Regions from separate parts of the Mus musculus genome. Here all the other regions are linked to region 3. The links are chromatin contacts, called in public Micro-C and promoter capture Hi-C maps. All regions are on one chromosome and are shown on one strand. Each heading gives the region's core, a stretch centred on a gene start, on an enhancer-like site or on the middle of the called end of the contact. The rest is flanking DNA. Distances are from core to core; before and after follow the strand shown. Region 1 holds the start of Nkx2-3 (NK2 homeobox 3). Region 2 holds the start of Pdzd8 (PDZ domain containing 8). Region 3 holds the start of Mxi1 (MAX interactor 1, dimerization protein).

Region 1 (4,229 bases), core at 893-3,392, 9.7 Mb after region 3:
CAGGTACCGCTGCTGCTTGAACCTGCGCTCCAGCTCAAAGACCTGAGCTTGCGAGAAGAGCACCCGGGGCTTCCGGCGGCTCCGCGGCTTCGGCCTCTCGCCGTCCTCGCTCGTCTTACAGTCTCCCGCCGCTTCCAGAGACTTCTTCAACTGACAGCTTTCTAAGGGAGAAGCAAGACATTAGCCTTTCTAGTTCTCAGGATACCACCCCTGCGCCCCAGAGGCACAAAACACTCCCGTAGTAAATGCTAGTTTTGGGGAAAGTTCATAGTTTCTGGAGCCCAATTCCGCCCCCCCCATCCCCCCCGCGTCAGGCGGAGCACCTCCACCGGGAGAAGGCGTATTCGGTGAGAGTAATTAGCTCGCATTTATTAAATTTGAGCATCAGCGAGAAAATAGATTAAATGTGCCGGTCCAGGGGCTAATAACAATTTTCAGGCGACCGCGGAACAGGACCCCGTATCTGCAAACTCGTTTGCCTTCCACTCCCCTGAAGGTGTGGAACGAGTTGGTATTGGGGACTGGAGGCCTGGATGCATGGGTTGATTGCAAAAATTGTTTCTCTTTGGAAATATCTAAGTGAAAGGCGTATGTGCAGCTCAAGAATTGATTTTTTTTTTAATTTTCAAAACTACTGAGAACGCGTCTGTGACAGTATCTGTATGTTACCTTACAGAGGAAAAACAGTTGGATGGACCGATTTAGACAGTTTCATGTCTGTGTTAGGCCTGGAGAATTGTTAGAGAAAAGATTTTGGTCTCAGCCAGATCAAATCTCCACTCGGAGAAGAGATTATTTGATCCTGTTTCCCTTTCAGACATTTCCTTATGGGCTTATTCAATTATCTGATTCTCCTGCCTGCCCCACCTCTGATCTGCTGAATGGCCAGAATCCCACTCAGAACTAATTCAGGAACTTTAACCATTCCACTCCGCCTGCAGTATAAGAAACAAAGCGAGCATTACGATATTTTTTTTCAGAGGCCTTCACCTCCTGGGTGTGACTTGCTGCCGTCATCTGATATGGATCGAGCTCCCACACATTGGCCACCACCTCTCCTCCTTGCAGTTCGAACGTAAGAACTGCAAGCTCCGAAGTAAGCTGGTGTCTCTCAAAGTCTTGCCCGAAAGGATGGCCCAAACACAACATTCTTGCACTGCCTTTTCGGGACAGCCGGGGTGACTGCCCTGGCCTCGCTGAATTCACCTCACGTTAGAAGAAAGACAGAAAAATGGCAGAAAACTGACCCCCCCCTTTTTTTTTGAGAAGATGGGTGTGCGAGAGAACACACACACAACGGACAAGTTACGACCCAGGCTCTGGGCCCCCGTCACTCATTACTCAAGGAACCAGGATTGCAATAATCACTTTTCCTTCCCTCGGGGACTGCTCCGGGTCCCTGCTCCGGGCAAGAGCTGTTCTCTCTTTCTCTTTTATCCCCGCCCCAGCACCATCTCAGGTACCTGTGCTTTGCAGAGCTGTCCTTGAACCTGGCATAGGCATGACCCTAGCCGAATGTGAAAGGGGCGGGTGGCCATGCAGGCACGGTTTGTGGGTTTATAGGCGCTGAGCCATTGCCCCAGGTGTGCGGACGCGTTTCCTTCCCCCTCTACTCACTTTGGCTCCGTTCGCTCACAACCTCCTCTTCTTGTTCCTTGGGCCCGCTGCAAGCGTCTCGGAGAACTGTATGGACATAGCTCTGAGGACAGAGACCCGAATCTCCATGGCCCTCGGCAGCAGCTAGTGAGTTCAAATAGGACAGTTTCTCTCCCTCTTCTTCCTCGTCCTCCTCCCCTGCATCGGAAAACTGCGTCCCTTCAGCCGTGGCCAGCATGCAGGGTGCCGAGTGGAAGTGCTGCTCCAATTCCGCCTGCAAGTGAGCTCCGTGGAAGTGCCGCTGCTGCTCCAGATTCAAAATGTCTTTGACTGAGAAAGGGGTGGAGGTGACCGGGCTTGGTAACATCATCAGGGCCACTTAATTGTCCAGTCCAAATACTCAATAAATCCCGGCGGGGGCGGGGAGGGAGTGCGGTGGCTCCAGCTCTTCTTCTGGACTCCGCGGTGGTGCGGAGTCGAGCTTTTGACAGACGCGGTCCAGTCTAAATCCCCTCCATTGGCCGGGACCTGGGGGTCTGGGTTTTGTTACAGCCACTGCAAGGACTGGGGCCGGGGCTGTGAAGCCTCTGTCCGGGGGCCCTGCGTCACGTCAAGGGGCGGGGTCGGCATCCTGGCCTCCTTCCCAATTGGTTCTTGTGTATGTGGGCCACGCCCTCTGCGTCCACCCAGTGGGATGTTGCTGCGCTACCAGAAATAGACAGGGACTAGAATAGGGTCCTGAGATCCAAGTCGCGGTGGGAAAAGCTGCAAAAAACCGGGTGTCCGAATCACCGATTCCCGCTCCACCTGGCTGCACCTTCCCGACCAGGGGCAGTTCTGAGAGGCCAGACTGCGGATTTCTAAGGAGAGGAGTGTTGTATCTGTGGAAATATGAGCGACGTGTCAAATTCCACCTCACCTTTGCTCTAGCTGTCCTCGCCACCTGGAGTGCCTTTCCCACCCTCATTTCCACAGTGGAAAGCTGTTCTCCGAGGAAAAGCTTAAATACCTCCAAGGAAACTCCGCCAGATCACCTCACCTAGAGGTCCTCTTCCTCGGAACTTGCTCAGTAATGTCACTTGTCACTCTCCCATCTAGTGCCAAAGCTGTACTTAGTGTCCGCTCGATTGTCACTTTAGATTGTGAGTCCCTGAGGGCAGGGTCCAGACCGTACTTGCCCTTGCAGCCCTCGAAGTGGCTTCAGAGAGCAGGTCTGTAGAAGACAAGACGACCGAGTTCTGTTAGTGTGCAGAGGCTCTATGCTTCGAAGCCTGGCCTGAGTCAGTATTTGGTTTTGGACGTTCTCAGTTTCCTGGTCAATATAAAGGAGCCGAATTGCCTCTTCTAGGGTTATTGTTGGAGTTTTTTTGTTTTTGTTTTTTAAAGGATAACCAGGCCGGAAGCATAGCACAGTTGTCTACTTAAAGCAAAGAGCTCAATACTTGTAACTACCCTTGTTCTTTGTGGGAGGTCAGAGCAGTGTTTGTTGCCTGCATTGATTCTGACCGGGCTGGTGTTCCACTGCACACACTGGGTGGCTCTGGTCTCAGAAGGGAGGGGACCCCCGCTGTGGCTGCAGCTCAGGCAGCCTTCTGAAGGGAATCGGGAGCCCGAGCCTAGGCCTCAACTTTCTGAAACGCCTTATTTCTCTCTTTCTGAAACCGTGGTTGTGTTCTGCAGGGAGACTAAATGCAGCCTCAGATTCAGAAAACTGCCTGATGGAGACCACCTTCTGGTATCCACCCGCCTACATACCTAGCCCCTGAGTGGTAAGGGGCACTATTGTGAGATTAAGAGCAAAAGGTGTGGGCAGCAGGCCTTGGAAAACCAAACTAGTTCCGCTTTCAACGTAGGGTTCCTCAGTAGGCCGCCCTTGCTTTTATTTATTCTCTCTCTCTCTCTCTCTCTCTCTCTCTCTCTCTCTCTCTCTCCCTCCCTCCCCCCCCCCCCGCCCCCGTAGAACCTCACAGTTTGGGAGAGACCGGCCTCAACTAGAAGGGTTCGCCGGATGGCGGCGCGGTGACCGAGGACGACGCCCTAGGAAACTTGTAGACAGGGCATGAATGCGGATTACGTGGAGAGCGGCCTTGCGGAACCCCGAGGCGGCAGCGAGAGGAGTTGATGCCCTTGGTCCTGGAAAGAAAGAACTGCGGGTTGGGAGGAGAGAGAGGCGGGGCTCTTGGGGGGGGAGCGGAAATACAGCGGGGAGGCAGCTCGTGGGGCCACCCGGGAGGCTGGTACGAGGCTCCCTCCACGTGCTCTGGGGGAGATGGGGAAAGATCATCTGTGGTTAGGCCCCGGCTCCTTGAAACCATTCCTTGGTCGCAGGAGCCTTTTTGCTCTAAGACTTGAAACTAGACGCTGCGGGCAGAGGCCGTGGTCTCTACAAAGGGCCCGCCAGCCCACCAAGGGAAGGAAGAGTGTGCCTGGTTTTGCTGTGGATCCGAAGCTCAAACATCCAGAGGTGGGGTGAGTGCGCCGCGCTGCAGGGTGGGGGACTTTGAGTGGACGCGTGCTGCGCGTCCCAGCTGCCAGACAGAGGACCAGAAGGAAACCATGCTCCAGTCTCAGTTCCCCACCCTGCAGCCAACTGCAAGGCAAAACCCATCGCAGAGAAATGCTTGTGTTCCTTT
Region 2 (4,515 bases), core at 545-3,044, 6.0 Mb before region 3:
CAATCCCTCCCAACCAACAGAAATCCAGAAGAGTGTAGGAAGAGGCTGGGACCTATCCCCAAGGACACTGCCCTACTGACCCGCTTCTTCCAGCCAGGTCCTCCCTCCCTGCTTTCACAACCTTCCAATAATGCCATCATCATATTATGAACCCATAAAACATCCATTCCTTAAGCCAGTCCTCAGGCCCTAAATCATTTGGGCAAATGCCCTCAAAGACACTCCCAGACACACATTTAGGCCTCCCTAGGTGTTTCTCAGTCAATCTGGTTGATAAGATTTCATTACATTATCAATTTGCTTCCAAAGTTCTATACTTGGCTCAGCTGGGTCAGAACTCTGGTTTAAGGCTCCAATCACCCAGTCAAGACTAGAAAGGATCCCTGTACTGATGTCTCAAGAGCCAGCCTGAATCCACGAGGGTTTTAGTAGCGGAATACCTGACCTCCCTAGGACTAGACAAGTTGTGTCGGTGAGGACAGATAAAAACTGTGATGTAACAACTGAGTAGTCAGAAAGCACCAGAGGAAACACCGTTGCCAGGGAACACAAAGGCTTCTGGCTCTATTGGTACCCTCTGCAAAATCTTCCACTTTTCCCAGTCTCTGCATCTCCAACTCTCCTTTATGGAGCAACTGGGACCTGATCCCTGATCGGCTTTTTAAATTTTTATTATTTTTTATTTTCAAAACCAAAAAGCTAAGCTGAGCGGTGGCGGCATACGCCTTTAATCTCAGCACTTGGGAGGCAGAGGCAGGTGGATTTCTGAGTTCGAGGCCAGCATGGTCTACACAGTGAATTCCAGGACAGCCAGGGCTACACAGAGAAACCCTGTCTCGAAAAACAAACAAACAAACAACCCCCCCCCCCAAAAAAAACCTCCAGCATCCTCCGTGTTATTATGCCAAGTAGAAACCAAGGACTTAGGATCCCACGATGTGACCCCTAAGCAATTTCTTTACTATGCCACGGGTACCACGGGTTATTCTGTGAAATTGGTAGGCACTAAAAGTAATGGCCTGAGGGATGGACTCCGGATAATGCCCTCAGAGAGGAAAGAAGGGAGGAGGGGGGCGTGAACAATCTGAATGGAGTCGCTAAGACACCTTCCAATATGCTGGCAAATTCACTCAGCTCACCCACTCCTCCCAGACCTCAAATAAACTTCTTTCTCACTTAAATTGAAATCCCCAAGGTAGGAAAGTTAGTCCCCTTCTCGCGGTTCCGCTTGGTCCCTTCTCGGGGCCCATTCTCTGCGGATGCAGGTCTGCCGGTCTGTGCGGGCTAGCGATGGCAATCCCTGATGCAGTCTGTCCTCTGGCCGGCTCGGGCAGTGTCCCAACCGCCTGTGCTCAGGCTCTCTGCGGCGCTGCCCTGCAGGGGAGGCAGCAACACACTGAGGGATGCTGGGCGGTCGCCACAGAGGTATCCGGCAGGACCCACGGCCGCCGCGGGGGATGGGCGCGGAATAACGGACGGCCGCGCCGGGCCCCGTCAGCCCGACTTATCCAGGTCTCCTTCCGTTATCTCGCGCCCTCCGGAGACGACGGACGCACGGATCGCCGCGCCGCCGGCGGCAGGAATGCAGGGGCGTGGGGGGAGCGGCGCTGGAAGCGCGCCGAGAGGTGGGAAAGGACCCGCGTCCAAGCGCGCCGGGGCGCCCGGCGCCGGGGGCGCGCACGCTCTGACGTCACGCGCCGCTCGCCCAATGAGCGCAGGCTCTGTGGGGAGGCGCCGTTCCCGCCCTCGCCCGCCGCCGGTCCGCCGCTCGGGCCGCCCCCGGGGGAGCGTCTGAGGAGGCGCGGGGCCGCGGCGGGCTAAGGCGCCGCCAGGCAGCGTCGGACTGCGGACGCTCGGTTCGGGCCCAGGGAGCCGCTCATCCGCGACCGATGTCCTCAAGATGGAGGCGGCGGGGGCGACGGCGTGAGGAGGAGGGCGGCGCGGAGAGCGCGGGAGCAGGCCGAGGGTTGCGGCGGGGGCGGCGGGATGGGGCTGCTGCTCCTGATCCTGGCGTCGGCCGTGCTGGGCTCGTTCCTCACGCTGCTCGCACAGTTCCTGCTACTCTACCGCAGACAGCCCGAGCCGCGGGCGGACGAAGCGGCCCGCGCGGGCGACGGCTTCCGCTACCTTAAGCCGGTGCCGGGCCTGCCCCTCAGGGAGTACCTTTATGGCGGCGGCGCCGAGGAGCTCGCTGCTTGCTCCTCCGAGGCCGGCGCCAGCTCGACCCCGACCCCCGACAGCCCGGCCCCGCCGACGCTGGAGACCTGCTACTTCCTCAACGCCACCATCCTGTTCCTGTTCCGGGAGCTGCGGGACACCGCGCTCGCCCGCCGCTGGGTCACCAAGAAGATCAAGGTGGAGTTCGAGGAGCTGCTGCAGACCAAGACGGCCGGCCGCCTGCTGGAGGGGCTGAGTCTGCGCGACGTGTTCCTGGGCGACACGGTGCCCTTCATCAAGACCATCCGGCTGGTGCGGCCCGTGGTGGCCTCGGGCACCGGCGAGCCCGACGACCCCGACGGGGACGCGCTGCCCGCCACCTGCCCGGAGGAGCTGGCCTTTGAAGCGGAGGTGGAGTACAACGGCGGTTTCCACCTGGCCATCGACGTGGACCTGGTGTTTGGCAAGTCCGCCTACCTGTTCGTGAAGCTGTCTCGCGTGGTGGGGAGGCTGCGCTTCGTCCTCACCCGCGTGCCCTTCACCCACTGGTTCTTCTCCTTCGTGGAGGACCCGCTGATTGACTTCGAGGTGCGCTCCCAGTTCGAGGGGCGGCCCATGCCCCAGCTCACCTCCATCATCGTCAACCAGCTCAAGAAGATCATCAAGCGCAAGCACACCCTGCCCAGTTACAAGATCAGGTGAGAGGAGGGTCAGGGGAGCCGAGGCTACCCGGGGGAGGTTAGCCAGGGAAGGGCCAAGGCAGATTCCCAGCACGACCCTGGCCTGCAGTTTGCTTCCACCTGGACTGAGGCCCCCAAGCAAAGAAAGGCGGGTAGTGGGCACTTCCCGTGCTGCCAAGGCAGCACAGGGAGCTGGAGGCCTGAGCGCCTTGTCCCTGGCCAGTCAGTGAGTGCCTCTCCTGGGTCTGTTGAGACACACTTGTGTGTGGTTGTTGCAACCGGAAGGCAGCGGCTGTGTCTGCCTTTGCAGCATCTCCTGCACCACGTGGAAAAGTTGTTCCTGGGCACATTGCAGACCTGAAGGGCGTGCTCACATCCCGGGTGTTTCTGTGTGGCACGGGCCTTGGCAGCTCTCCGGGCAGAGGCACGGGTTGTTGTAGAGGGATGTGATTTGGAGGAGTTGAGTCCGGTGCCAGGTGGTCTTCTCTGTGAATTTGGGGTAACTGTCATCTGCCCTTGGGAAGTAGGCTCCTCACCACAAACAGACCCAGACTTCTCAGGTGTCTACTCCCGGTGGCTGTTCCTTAACCCAATACTCCAAGTCACCTTGTGGGTAATATTTTAAAGACAGTGATTTGAAGTTTTTTAAAGTTCCTCTGTATCTGGCTTTATGTGATGCACTTCTGATTAGTTAATGCATGAGTTTTCTTTTGATGAATTGGAAGTGGAAGGGGAAATGAGTATTTGGAGGATTAGAGGTTTCATAGGTGGGACTTGGAAGGCTTGGTGCAGTAGAAAGGCTCCTGTTTCTTTTAAAACGACCAAATCTTCAACTTCTCTTTCTATCCTCCTTTAACTTTGTGTTCAGTACATAGAACATTTTAGGTTTTGTTGTTTAATCTGAAATATGAGTCTAGTATTGCCTTACATTACTACTGCTCTTTAGTGGAGATTGAAGACCCCAAAGTCTGTGGCACAATATAATGCAGGAGTAGTGTAGATTTGGGATGGATTTTTGCTTTGTGGAGCTTGTACTTCACTAGTTATGTTTTATTGAGAATAAACAACAGTTTAAACTTTGGGTGGTGAGAGAACTGTTGTGTGGAGCACATATTTCCATGGATTTGTAGGGGATGGTGAACTGGTCATATGCTATGCAGGATTTCTGGTTCTGTAAAGGAGATGTAGTTTATGAAACCTGTTTTTACATGGCTGCATTATGAGTTGTAGGTTTTAAGCAGTGATGTATTTATAGCAGTGTGTTGCTTAGAAAGTCATAAACAAAAGTTGTTACAAAGTTTGATAATCACAACTCTTGATCAGTCAGAAACCACTGCAGAGTACATCACTCAATATGTAGTTTTATCCTCCTTACTTTTCTCAGTGCTCAGGATTCAATACTGATCAGAAATAAATATTGCCTTCACCTTCATAAAGTTTAGAGTTCAGTAAGAATTGATTATTATCTACTTAATAACATTTAGACCCAGGTGGAGTTGATGGAAGGTTGAAATTACTAGAAAGCTGCTATTGGGTTGGTAAACGGAACTAGAAATGTGGGGATGGGAGCACTGGCTGAGGAAGTGATAGCTTGTGTTGTTTGCCCAGCACTTCTCCAGAGGTTTGCTACACTAGTGACAGTGTGGGCCTGACTTCAGGTAAGAGAATGGATTTTATA
Region 3 (4,528 bases), core at 246-2,745:
GAACCCTGTAAGGCGTTTGCCTTGCTCGTCCTGTGCGTCTCTGAAAATAAAGAAAATGGACACAACCGCCCACACCTTTTCCCCCAACTATTGTTTCTGCGGAATCCTAAAGTTTGCTTTTAGCCACGTCCCCCTCGCCAAGTCCCCCCCTCCCTACCCCAGCGCGCGCAGGACCGCAGGTCCAGGGAGGGCTGCCGGCGCTGCCTGGTTCCTCTGGCCTGTTTCTTTGAGGGGACCAGAGGCCGTGGCATCCCAGAGGCAAGGAGGCACAGGGGAACTGTGTCTGTGGACACGATGGCCTGAGCCTAGTCCTGCTGTGGAAGGAAGGAGAAACGAAGTAGGCAGGAAGAAGAGCCGGAGTCCACGGCGCGGAGAGCTGTTCGGTGGTGGCGGTTGTTATTGTTGTAATGTGTGTCTGTGTTTTCTTTCTGGAAGCCCTGAGCTCTGCAAACGGTTTCCAACTTTCAGCTTCTCATCCCCACCCAACCCTGGAACGAGCGACAAAAACAGAAACAAAACAAAACAAAAAAATAAAAACAAAACAAAACAAAAAAAAAAAAACCAAAACCATAAGCCAAACCAAAACACTTGTCTGCCGGAGTAGGCTCCGGAAAGAAAAAGGAGGAAAAAAAAAAAAAAAAGGGAAGAAAGGCGACCTCGGAGAGACGAGCTCGCAGCCTCTCAGCCCAGTTGTCAGCAAACAACAACACTCCCCCACTCCTCGGCCAGGCCGTCCTCCGGGCCTGCTGGAGACCGACAGACCAAGGCACCGACAGGCTCCCTCTCCCCTTCGCTGTCTTTGTTACATCTTTAGCAGCTTTGTGCGTGCGTGCGTGTCCTTTCTCCGGTGTCATCGGCTTTACTGCCGAGGGTACGTGTGTGTGTGTGTGTGTGTGTGTGTGTGTGTGTGTGTGTGTGTGTTTGTTGCGGGGGGGCGGCGGCGAACCGAGTAAGCGACAGGGGTCGCACAAGGGGGTGAGAAAGAAAGAGCTGGACGCAGGCGAGCAGTCGGGGCCCCCAAACTTACTTTTGTTTTCTTTCTCGATCTGCTCCAGGTAGCTGGCTGCCTCGAGCAGAATCTGCACGTTCTGCAGAAAAGTGTTGATGTGCTTCTCCATCGAGTTCTCGCTGGTGTTGAAAATGTCCGAGAAGGGGCACCGGGGCTTGGCCCCCGCCGGCTCCTCCGGCTGCGCCGGGGGCTGGGGCGCGGCCGCGGCCGGGGGCATGGCCGGGGGCGCGACGGGGACCAGCCCCGCGCCCTCGCAGCGCGCCTCCTTGCGCGGCCGCCCGCGTTTGCCCATGGAGGCACGGGGGTCCGCGGAGCTGCTCCTTGTCCGGGGCTGCGCGGCCGGCCGAGCTGCAGGGCCTCTGGGAGACCCGGCCTGCTGGAGTCACCGAGGCACCGGGGCAAGGAGCCGGCCTGACTGACTTCCCGAGCCTCGCTGCGTGCGGTTGTGAGTGTGAGTGTGTGTCGCTCTCGCTGTGTGGGTCTGTGTGTATGGGAGATTGAATGAACCTACAGGACGGACGGAGGCGCTGTGGCGCCTGGGTCCTAGTGCGAGCCCGATGCCATCTGACCGGTCAAAATAAATGGTGGCGGCTAGGGAGGCAGGGCCCGCCCCCTGCCTATCCAGCACCCTTCCCCGCCTCTCCGCAAATCCTAGCTGCGTAGACAGCACTGTGCTTTAATAAGAATGGGAAAAAAAAAAAAAAAAACCCTCGGATGTCTCTAGGTGGACCTGGATAAAAACAATTTTTCTTTACAGAAAAATAAATTCAGCACAATGCCTGGCACATAGGAGGTCCCCAATAAATGATAGCTGCTAGGCATTTTTTAAAAAAATAAAAAAGACCTTATTTCAAAATCAAACAATAAAAGCCCAATTCTGACGGGAAGAATAGAAACATCACATGTAACTAGAAACTCCTCCCAACACAAACATTTTACACATGACCCCTCACACGCTCGAACACACACACACACACACACACACACACACCTGTGTGTACCTTCACACAAGCAGAGGAAGTCTCCAGGCTACCCTGTCCGGGTTCAGATTTACCGACTCCTTTGCAACCCTTCAAATGCAAAGTTATTTTCCAGGAAGCGGGAGGAGATGTGAGCATCTCTCCACACTCACTCAGTCCAGCTGTGCAAAGCTCACAGCAGGGCGTCACTACAACTGCCTGCCCTTTCACTTGACAGAGTGCCCCCTAGATAGAAGTGGCAACCTAGGAACCTCTTCTTCCCTCCTTCCCTCACTCCCCACTCCCACACCTGGAGTCTTTATCCCCTACTCCCTCCAACAGTTTCACTGCTGCCACTGGGAGCCACCAGGCCTGCCTGACCAGAGTGTGGGAGACACCTGGATAGCCTGGTAAAGAAGGCTTGGAGTTCTCGGCCTACTCAAGCAGACTGAACAAATCAAATCCTCTAACCCTTCCTGGTCAAAATTTGCACATCCCTGAAACCTCTGAGAAGATGCTTTCGTGAACTAAGTCAAAACTACACCTAGAACATCTTGGGCACATACTAAGAATTTTTGTTTTGTTTTGTTCCTGAAGATCAAAGCTTTGTGCCTGCTGGGCAAGTGTTCTCACACTGGGCTACAATGGCAGCCCCTCTGTGAGAACTTTCTCAGTTGGAACCTAGGTCCCCTTTGCTGCTGTAACTTGAATCTAAGTCAGAATGAATGAGGTAAACAAGACTTTTCTGCACTTCACTGGAAAACAGTTCTAAAAGGAATCTACCCAGACTGACCTCGTAAGGGGACCTGGACTTGTGCTGCCCCCTGTCCTCACCAGCCCAGAGACACTTCCCTATACTTTTGTCACAAAGACTGAAAATGGAAACTTTGTTAACAAAGAATATTTTCTTTGCAAAATGCTCTTTAACATTTACAGCTCATGTGTATACCCCCCACTCCCCCCCCCACACACACATAGACCTGCAAGAAGGCCTTTGTGTGCTTTCAAAAATATTATAAAACTAGGCTGTGAATATAACAGAGTGGTAGGGCAGCTTACCTGCCCAGCGTGCACAAAGCCCTGAGTTCATCCCAGGAACACATGCACACGTTTAAACATAAATAGGGGAAGAGGTAGCTCAGAGGCTAAGGGCACTGGTTGTTCTTCCAGAGGACCCAGCTTCAATTCCCAGCTCACAACCGTCTGTAACTGAAGTTCCAGGGGACCAGACACCCCTTTCTAACCTCTGCAGACACTAGGCACATGTGGTGTAAAGACAGACATGCATGCAGGCAAAACACCCAAATAGATTTTTAAAAGTTCATAAATAAATTAAAAATATAGGCCATGGGCTAGAGAGATAGCCCAGCAGCTCAGAGCACTTGCTGTTCTTGCAAAAGGCCCACGTTCAGCTTAGCATCCTCATCAGACAACTCATGTAACTTCAGTTTCAAGGGATCCAACACTGCCTCCATAGGCACTGGCACACATATGGTGGACACATATACATTCAACTACACATTCAACATATACATAAAATGAAATAAATCTTTTAAAAAGATATATGCTCAGGTGACATGGTTCAGCAGGTAGAGTCACTTGCAGCCAAGCCTGATGACCTAACTTCCGCCCTTGGAGTCCACACAATGGAAGGGGAGAGATTTCTCACACAAGTGTGCCATAGCACAAGTAATGCATATGTTGCCAGGTGGTGGTGGCACACAACTTTAGTCCCAGCACTTGGTAGGCAAAGGCAACAGATCTCTGAGTTTAAGGCCAGCCTGGTCTACAGAGCGAATTCCAGGACAATTAGGGCTACACAAGAGAAACCCTGTCTTTAAACGCTCAAAACAAACAAACCAACAACAAACACACACACACACACATACACACACACATACACACAAAACAAGCATGGCGTGTGTCTATATCACAAATGCATGTGTACTGCACATACACACACTTGGGGGAGGGGAGGGGGAAGACTTAAATATGTACTAACCGGCTTCTATGACAGGAACAAGCAATATCTGGCATTTTGAAATAAATGCATTCACATTTCGGATCAGAATATAGCCATTGTCCACATATTCTTTGGTTGCTTTTTTCATCTTATAACAGATTTTGCGTGGTTGAACGCTGCACCCTTTGGCCAGAGAAAAGCCAGGACCTTCTGAAGACCTGTGAGCTCAATGCTCATATTCCATTGCCAGCATGATTACTGACTTTTCTCCTTATTTCTCTAAGAACCCTCAGACTCTGAACGGTTCATGTGTAAATATCCACAAACATCTGGGGACTAAGCCTCCTGAAGGCACAATGACCAACAAGCTTTTTTTTTTCAATGCTATTTTGCAAAAACTGATACTTTTTGAAACAGCTCTGGTCTCCTGTGCCCCAAATGGAAGGTAATTGAGAGACAATGAGCCAGCTAGCAGCTAACCCAGAGTTTCTCTTTAATTCTTTAATGATGGAATGGGTCGAATATATACAGTACTGCAAACCACATGTATGCGTGGACACACCCACTGAGACAAACACACTCCACCCATGAGTGTTG

The links. Promoter capture Hi-C pulls out the DNA fragments that hold promoters and counts their contacts. Hi-C and Micro-C count contacts between places; a contact is called where the count stands out from the background.
Region 1: a Micro-C map of embryonic stem cells shows a contact between it and region 3, with 15 times the contacts expected there. The contact joins the promoter of Nkx2-3 here to the promoter of Mxi1 in region 3. A contact is called at or near these places in 1 of 39 promoter capture datasets (embryonic stem cells) and 1 of 484 Hi-C or Micro-C datasets (embryonic stem cells).
Region 2: a contact with region 3 is called in a promoter capture Hi-C map of pre-B cells, with 4 times the contacts expected there. The contact joins the promoter of Pdzd8 here to the promoter of Mxi1 in region 3.

The regions. Positions count from the first base shown.
Region 1 is chr19:43,610,238-43,614,466 of GRCm38.p6, reverse strand. It overlaps Nkx2-3 (NK2 homeobox 3), which reads right to left and starts at 2,142. Exons shown (of 2, transcript NM_008699.2): 1 at 1,618-2,142; 2 at 1-161. The coding sequence starts at 1,966. It overlaps Gm20467 (a long non-coding RNA gene), which reads left to right and starts at 2,411. Exons shown (of 4, transcript XR_001782682.2): 1 at 2,411-2,665; 2 at 3,277-3,365; 3 at 3,557-4,065.
Region 2 is chr19:59,343,059-59,347,573 of GRCm38.p6, reverse strand. Pdzd8 (PDZ domain containing 8) reads left to right here and starts at 1,794. Exons shown (of 5, transcript NM_001033222.3): 1 at 1,794-2,855. The coding sequence starts at 1,987.
Region 3 is chr19:53,307,473-53,312,000 of GRCm38.p6, reverse strand. It overlaps Mxi1 (MAX interactor 1, dimerization protein), which reads right to left and starts at 1,495. Exons shown (of 6, transcript NM_001008542.3): 1 at 1,028-1,495. The coding sequence starts at 1,301. The region is part of intron 2 of Gm30541 (a long non-coding RNA gene); the gene reads left to right.